Regions from separate parts of the Triticum aestivum genome. Here region 1 is linked to region 2. Evidence: chromatin contacts called from public Hi-C data. All regions are on one chromosome and are shown on one strand. Each heading gives the region's core, a stretch centred on a gene start, on an enhancer-like site or on the middle of the called end of the contact. The rest is flanking DNA. Distances are from core to core; before and after follow the strand shown.

Evidence for each region. A called contact is a pair of places that touch in the nucleus more often than the background predicts.
Region 1: a contact with region 2 is called in a Hi-C map of leaf, with 4 times the contacts expected there. The contact joins the promoter of LOC123071661 here to the promoter of LOC123071660 in region 2. A contact is called at or near these places in 2 of 5 Hi-C or Micro-C datasets (both in leaf).

The regions. Positions count from the first base shown.
Region 1 is chr3B:677,905,433-677,909,912 of IWGSC CS RefSeq v2.1, forward strand. LOC123071661 (probable carboxylesterase 16) reads left to right here and starts at 2,560. Exons shown (of 2, transcript XM_044495240.1): 1 at 2,560-3,729. The coding sequence starts at 3,035.
Region 2 is chr3B:677,730,609-677,734,714 of IWGSC CS RefSeq v2.1, forward strand. It overlaps LOC123071660 (protein NRT1/ PTR FAMILY 8.2), which reads right to left and starts at 2,262. Exons shown (of 4, transcript XM_044495239.1): 1 at 1,833-2,262; 2 at 1,597-1,717; 3 at 766-1,498. The coding sequence starts at 1,690.

The DNA.
Region 1 (4,480 bases), core at 1,310-3,809, 180 kb after region 2:
GGCGAGGCCGGCGGCCCCCCAGCTGTACCCCGCATCCCAGTCCGCTAGGAAGTCGAGATACATCTAGAGGGCAGTGTCCCCAGAGCAGTCTGGAAACACTACCTCCGTGAGAAGATACCACAGGTAGGCCCTGGCATACTGCTCCACCACCGGGGGTTCGGCACCTTCCGGGCACTTGCTCCGGTACTTCAGGAGCCAGGGCAGCGAGACGCCGGAAGTCTGGTTCTTCTTATCCGGGGGGCATTCGCCGATGAGGGTGATAACCCTATCGTGCCAGTTCTTCCTCTCCACTCGTCCTGTGAGAGCAAGATCCTTGAGCGGTAGGCCCGTAATCATCCCCCAATCCTCCAGTGTAACCGTCATCTCCCCACGTGGAATATGGAGATGTGCGTCTCTGGCCGCCACCGATCAATCAAAGCCGTGAGAGCTGAGTGGACGAGCGTTGGCGGCTTGTGCTTGAACTACAGGACGAAACCCAGCAGCTGGGCTCTCCTGTAGAACGGTGCGTACCGCTCGTCATACTCCATCTTCACGGTCGTCCCGTGACCCCTCATCCGCAATGGCGGGAGCATCTGTCGAAATGAAGACCCAAAAAATTAGTAACTTTTTTTCATCGATTCGAAAGATTTGGTTTAAGAAAGGTAATTACCACTCCGTTCTCAATGAAATGGGCACGATGGCCCTTGTCGAACGCAAGGTCAAGCATTGTATACTTGATGACAATGTCATCCGCAAGAGGTGGCCTCCTAAAAGAATTGCATAAGCATTCATCAATTATCATTTATTGAACAAACATATTCAACCATTGCATAAGCATATCAAAAAATAATTAACATTTATCACTTATTGGACAAACATTCATCAATTATCATATATCCAACCAATATAAATGATCAATGCGAATGAATCATATTCAACCAACATCTTTCATTCAACAACATTTAACCATATCAACATCTTTCACATTCACTTATTGAATAAAGTTTTTAACACTAAAAATTATGAACTAGGTTCATCTTGAGGGTTCAACATTATTTCTCCAATTACATCCACTACTTACATCATAGCATATGAACTTGCATCGTCATATCACATCAAATTCCTCCAAAAAATCCTATAGTTCATATATGAACTAGGGTACATATGCATCACATAAAAAAATCCTAGGGTTCATCTTCACAAAACCATACCAACTATTGCCTAGAGTTCATATCTAACTCATCTCCTCCACTAAAAACAATATAAATCAATCATAGGGTTCAAAAAGTTTAAATCTAATTCAAAAATGGGAGGGATTTGAATCAAATAATGCGACGAATCGAAAGGTGTTTGACTAAAACTAATTGGAGGGATCTAAAGAGCTTACTTTTCTCTTTTCGGGGCCATCTCGATCCGTAAAATTCGTGAAGAAACGAAGAAGATCGGAGGGGGAAGTGGAGGAGATGAGAGTGGGGCGAGAGGAAGAAGAAGGCGACTGGGTGGGGGAGAAGGAGGTGGTTGCGGGCGGGCCGGGGGCATATAACTATCCACACCCTATCGCCAGGGATGCTGGCAGTAGAGTTAAACAGGCTACCGCCGTCACCTGCGGCGGTAGGGTTGAGGAGGGGGACAGAGGATAGCTGACGTGGATTAGTTTCCTACCGCCAGAGCCTTCGGCGGTAGGATGAACATGAAAAAGGGTTAGATGTCAATTTTTTTTGAAAATTTTATACGTGAGAAGGGTCAAAACACGGAATTTTGCCCCGAGCCGATGCTGGCTTGGCTTTGCTTCCAACGCCGTCGAGGCGCCTGCCCGCCCGATGTGCGACGCGGTCGCGAAATTGCAGCGCGTGACCGTGCGCCCGCCTTGGCCTGTTTCTTGCGAGCGATGCGTAGCTGGTGCCCATGCGCTCCGTTGAACCATTCCGCCAGCGAACGGAACGGCGAGGCCCTATCTACGCACGCACGCGCCGTGCCGTGCCGCGGGACGCCACACGGTTTCAGGAAACAGGAAACCGATCGACGGGGACTCGCGATCTTTGCGACGACAGACAGAGATGGATAATACAGCTGTACATATCTTGTTGTTCTCAGCTGATCGATCCTCCGGCGTGCAATCCGGCGTTGACCGTTGCCACGGGCGGGGATTTTTATACGTGCCTTCCAGAAAGATATCTGTGTCTGTTACAACAGAGTTGCTGAACCTGATTGGCATAGAAAATGGAGAGGCTATGACTACCACCGACACAACAGAGGAGGCAAAAAATGAAGGGGGAAGACCTATTGTTTCACATAAAGATTTCCATAAAGAAGTGCTTGTGCTGGGACACACACGCACCAGCTTGGGAGGAGCTTTCACGTGAACCGATGGAATCTGGGAGCAGACAGGCATCGTACCTGCACCGTTTAATGCACTCCACGTTATCGGAGTTAAAAAAACCTGCCGAATAATACCACCATAGCACTCGCTCCACCACTAGGCAGAATGTGAGAACGGAAACTGCAAAGCGCAAACCCAGGCAAGTCGTGATACAGCTACTACTACTTCTAGTACCACCACCACCACCAGGCCGGGTTTGAATTTGAACGACGAACGCGCAGCAACAGCGCAGGCGCAGGGGGCCGAGAGAAGAGGGACCGTGGTCACGTCTGGGAAGCGGCCGACGCCTGCCTCCAAAAATCCCCATCGCTTCCTCGTCTTTTCCTTCCTCCCTCCCTCGCTTGCTTCTCCCTCCCTCACCCACCGCCCTCTCGATCCTTCCTCCCCTTGCTTCTCTCTCCCGTACCAGACCGCACCACGCTGCTGCCATCATCCGTCAGGATAGCCACCCTACCAATCGCGGTTGCTTTCCCTCGCCCCAACCACTCCAACACCGCACGGAGCCGAGCCGATCTAATCCAATCCGGCCCCATTAACCCTCCTCCGCGCCCGATTCCAATCGCGCCCCCCGCCAGCTCCGATCGAGGCAGGGGGATTCGCAGATCCGGGCGCCGTCTCGCTCTCCCTGTGATGCGCGGATCCGGGCGGTGACCGGCGGCGGGAGCGAGCCAAGCCATGCCGAGCGTCGGCGTGAAGATCTACAGCGTCTTCTTCAAGCTGCTCCTGCGCCACCGCCTCCAGTCGCTCGCCGCCGCGGCCGCCGCCGACGGGGGCGGCGGGGACGGCGACGCGGCCGCCTTCGGGGTCTCCTGCCGCGCCGACGAGGCCACGGCGCCGGCCAACCCGGCCTTCTCCGCCGCCGACGGGGTCGCCTCCAAGGACCTGCACATCGACCCCAACTCGGCGCTCTCCGTCCGCATCTTCCTCCCCACGCCGCCGCCGCACCACCCGCACCTCCTCCACCCGCGCCGCGCCAGCGACCCCGCCGCCGGCCAGGCGGGCGCGCCCTACAGGGGCTACCTCCCGCACGCCGTCTCCTCCCCGCGGGCCGCCGCCTCCGCGCGCCGCAGGCTGCCCATCGTCGTGCAGTTCCACGGCGGCGGCTTCGTCACGGGGAGCAACTGCTCCGCCTCCAACGACGCCTTCTGCCGGAGGGTCGCCAAGTTCTGCGACGCCATCGTCGTCGCCGTCGGCTACAGGCTCGCGCCCGAGAGCCGCTACCCCGCCGCCTTTGATGACGGGGTCAGGGTGCTTAGGTGGATCGCCAAGCAGGCCAATCTCGCCATGATGAGCAAGGTTGGGGGCGGGGTGGACACGTTCGGTGCCTCCACCGTCGAGCCCTGGATCGCCGCACATGGTGATCCGGCAAGGTATAATTTAATTCGGTTCTAATCTCTCGTTTGTAATTGCATTTCTTGCTGCTTCGACTTTACTAAATGGCCTAGGAACATAATACTGCAGTGTGAAGTTGCCGAAAAGCCGGCAAGCCAAGCAACAGGAATTTTTGTTTCATTTCTTCAATGGAAGTTCTTGTTTGTCATTCACCAGCATTATTTCAGAAACTGCTAACAAGAATTGCCCTAATTAAGTGAACATGTCAAAACGACGAAGATATAGTTCCCTATCTATTCGATCTGTTATTGGTTCAAATATGGAGATAGTAATTTCCCTGTGAGATGCCATTATGACTAGCAGCAGGTTTAGAGAGAGCTCATGTGTATGTCATTTCCCCGTGGGTTGCCATTTCGGACTAGCAGCAGGTTTAGAGAGAGCTCATGAGTATCTCATTTCCCCGTGGGTTGCCATTTCGGACTAGCAGCAGGTTTAGAGAGAGCTCATGAGTATGTCATTTCCCCGCGAGTTGCCATTTCTGACTAGCAGTGGTTTAGAGACCGTGAGTACGGCATTTCCCCCTGAGTTGCCATTTCTGACTTGCAGCAGGTTTAGAGCTCATGAGTATGTTGACCGGGGAAGATTCAATGTTTACAAGCTGACAGTTATACTCACTAACATATGGTGTGCACTTTCTGTTATATCTTACCATTTACGTGCACCTTAGCTTTTCGTGTGGACTCTGATCGGGTACACAGGCTCACAACATAGAAGCATCAAATATCCAAA
Region 2 (4,106 bases), core at 1,012-3,511:
AACCGAGCGGTGCGACAGATTAATAATTTACTCACATGGGATGCACCGACGCACGCATCGTCAAGTTGAGTAAAAGATGCCATGACTAATGCACGCAAACGTCCAAACGGCAGCGTCCTGCATGAAATCCGGAGGTTTTTCCTGTACGGCGTGTGGAAATGGCGTCCTGATTGAACCACCACCGAAAGCAAAAGGAAGGAAAATGATGTGAAACGGAGTGTGCGTGCATCCGACAAGCTTCTTTTCTTTCCAAGTGCAATTTATCTTCAGAGTGAAATGGAACGAACGTACTCCCTCCGTCCGCAAATACTTGTCATCAAAATGAATAAAAGATATACATCTCTTTTATTCATTTTGATGACAAGTATTTCCAAATGGAAGGAGCACTACGTAGCGTGCACGCCCTCGAGGCACCACAGAACGTGACAGTCTGACAGGCACGTTCTGCACTTTTACTCGCCCGGCCCAGACAAGATACAGAAAGGAAAAGTATCTCGCCAATTCAATCATCAAGATGCGCAAAATTTTGACGAAAATGAAAAGTTACACATGTACAGATTAGCTACGTCTGGTCCAGGCACGCACTCGAAAGAAAAGTACGTGGTGACTCCGGCATGGCTCAATCATAGGCGAAAGAATTTTTACGTTTCTTCTTTTCCCGGAAAACTTGACTTGATTGAGACTAGTACACTGGACAGAAAAGAAGAACGATGCAAGTGGGAGCAATGCCAGCGACGGCCGAAGCACGGACACTGAGCCACTGACCTGAACTGGTCGGTGTGCGCGAGGCGGCGGCTCCCCAGTATCGCGGACATGCCGTCCTCGCCGTCAAGCTCGTGCAGCAGCGCGGCGTCCGCGGGCGCCACCACGTCGCACTTCCTGGCGGCGGCGACCACCACCTGCGCGATCCTGGTGAGCGGGCTGCCGCCCGGGGGCTGGTGGCGCCGGTACGCGCCGGTGCCGGCCAGGAACAGCGCGACGGCGACCACGCTCAGCAGCGCCGGGATGCCGTAGCCCAGCAGCCAACCGTGCGCGGACTGCACCCACACCAGCACGGTGCCGCCGACCAGCGAGCCCACGTTGATGGAGAGGTAGAACCAGTTGAAGAAGGAGCTCTGCCGCCCGCGCTCCTCCTCGTCGGCCTCGGCGTCGAACTGGTCGGCCCCGAACGACGACAGGACCGGCTGCAGCGCGCCGCCCAGCGCCACCAGGTACAGCCCCGCGTAGAACACCGCGCTCTCCAGCGCCGCCGACGCGCTCGCCGTCACCACCCCATACGCGGCAACGGAGATGAGGAGGAAGACGGTGATGGTCCAGTATCTGCCGAGGAAGGAGTCGGCGAGGAAGGCGGCGGCGAGCGGCGTGATGGAGCCCGTGCCCTGCCAGTTGGTGACGCTGTTGGCGGCGGCCTTGCTGCCGGAGTGCAGCTGGACCTTGAGGTAGTTCACCAGGTTGGTCGACACGCCAAAGTAGGCCGTGTACTGGAAGCAGTTGTTCACTGCTCAAGCGCCCACGCGTGCATGCGTGGTCGTTAATTAACAGGCCCACCAGATGCCACGATGATCAACAACAAAACGAAAAGGTTGCAGGCGTTACCGAGGAGAAGAACGCAGCCCCACGAGGTCCGGCGATCCTTCCGGCGATCATCGCCACCGTGAGAGCCTTTCGATTCTACTTCTACAGCTTCCATCGTCCCAACAGTTCGGCCGGGTGAGATCTACACAGACAGGAGCATGCACAACAAATGAAACCACTTCAGAAGAAGCACCACACGTACAATATCTAAGATGGTTGAGAGTTTAATCGAGATGAAAGGGTCCAAGAAAACATACCTTGGTGGCTTGATTACTCGACGACCTTCCTCTGCAGCTATGCCTTACGTTGTCGATATTTATCTCGTCCCTTTCGCTCTTAGCAACGAGATTGCATTTGGCTAGCTAGCTGCTCTGCCTCTGCACATGGTGCCACTGCCACTTGAGAGTTGAGAGTGAGAGCGCTGATGCTAATGGTGGAATGGGGCTGAACAATAATGGACAGCCGGATAGGTTACTTTAAAATGGCGTATATAAGGTGGCTGCCAATTGGAGTGCATGACTGCGAATGCACAAATCTGCCTTGGTGTTAATTAACATGATGGCATCTTACATGATGGAGTATAAAGCTATTTTGTAGTTCAAATTGAATTGCAAAAACGTCGTATATTTTGGCACGGAGGTAGTAACAATCTAACTAGGCCCGCTGGCTAGAGTAATACTCCTAGGACAGAATGTGTTTATGGAATGTCATGAGTAAATGGCCTTGATGGTCACATAATTTGTGCAGTGGGTGCGATTTTAGTCACACTACTTGCAATTCGGAAAAGCCGGTCACACAACTTGCATTTTGGGGTGCACATTGGTCAAAACGGACCGACTCCGTTAGTCCTTTTTTAACAAACCTTCTTAACTGTTTGGTATGGGTTTTCCTTGCAAAAAACACCACGGCGAACGCACACAGCAGGATAGGTTTATACAATGACGTATATAATGGTGCCAATTTGAGTGCATGGATGTGAATGCACAAATCTGCCTTGGTGTTAGTTACATGATGGCATCTTACACGCAGCAGACAAGGGACGGCTGTCACGAGTGAGAATGTGTATGGAATGCCCTTGTCTCAGTCGATTACTCGAATGAGAACTGATAAATGTACAGGTTTATTCATACAAATACAAAAAAAAAAAACTTCAGCGTGTTAAGAAGCTGTTGACCTAGTAAAAAAATAAAGTGACCAAAATATCTAGCGAACGTTCGCTGTAGGGTTTGGCATTTGCGAACGTTTTAGATCGCAAGATTAGTGTTGTACTAGAAGGGTTGAGCGCACTTTGCTGCTCGTTGGTGTTATTGGAGTTTCATAGTTGTTTACGTCATCTGTTTCAAAATATAATGTGCATTAGTTTTTGCAAAGTCAAACTCTTTAAGATTTGACCAAATTTATAGAGAAATATATCAATTTCTAATATCAAAATGTGTATTATTAGATTGCTGCTAATTGATTTGAAATGTCATTGATCCAGTCAAAATTGTGAACCAAATTCAAAATTAAATACCTCACTGGAATGAGAGAGCTTAAAAAATTAGAGAGCGTAATGAATTAAAAGAATTGAATCGGAGAGCTCATTGAAAAATTATTGACCCGGTCGAAAACGGATGATCCAATTTGAAATTGAAACTTCAATTGATTGTGTGACCTTTAAAACCAGGGAGCGTCGTGTATTAGATGATGGATTCGCAGTTTCAGAAACGCATGACAGTTTCTGCTAAGAAGAAAAGGTTTGTGGCAAAGAATGGCAGGATTTGCCATCTCGTACGAGATAAAGTTGCCCCTAAAAAATACGCCTACTATCCCCTTTCAACTGACGTTCGCCGGTTATCATTACTAAAAAAAATAATGTTACTTGCAAAAAGAAAAGAGAAAACGATAATGTTGTCGTAGTTGACTGAGAATCATGCTGCAAATTTACAATGTAAGTTCGTGCGGATTAAAAACAAGTTCAACATGATGTAGTAGTTTGCTCATCTGGTGAAGATAATAGGAACGTTTTAGGAAATCATGAACTCTTGCATGGATCTCAGTACCACCAGATCGACGTTTTCGGTTTCGACTGAGATTTAAGTAGACCTCAGGCGGCTACTGAGAATTAGCAAATTTAATGTCACATTGGTCGGCAGGAAAATGTATATGTAGGCCCGTGTTCGAGAAGGATGCATGGCGCCTGTATTTTAAATCGCGTGAAAGAATGCACGGGTCGTTCTCTCCGTTTGCTTTCCTGGTGATGTAGCTAGCTTAGCTAGACTTGACCTGGATGGACTCGATCCGAGCGAGACCTAGTGTAGTGGCTTGTGACGATTCATGTCTCCCATGACACTTCAGAGACTGCTCCTTATCTGATCTCTATCCAGCTTTGCTACGTACGTACCACTCACATGCTAGCTAGGAGTACTAGAAGACTTCCACATTTCACAAGCACATCTTCACCGAGCTGCGTGGAGACCCTGTGTGTTCGCCCGGCCATGTCGTGTACCTAATGTTATTTTTGCAGTGCCACACTATGATAAATGTTGCGA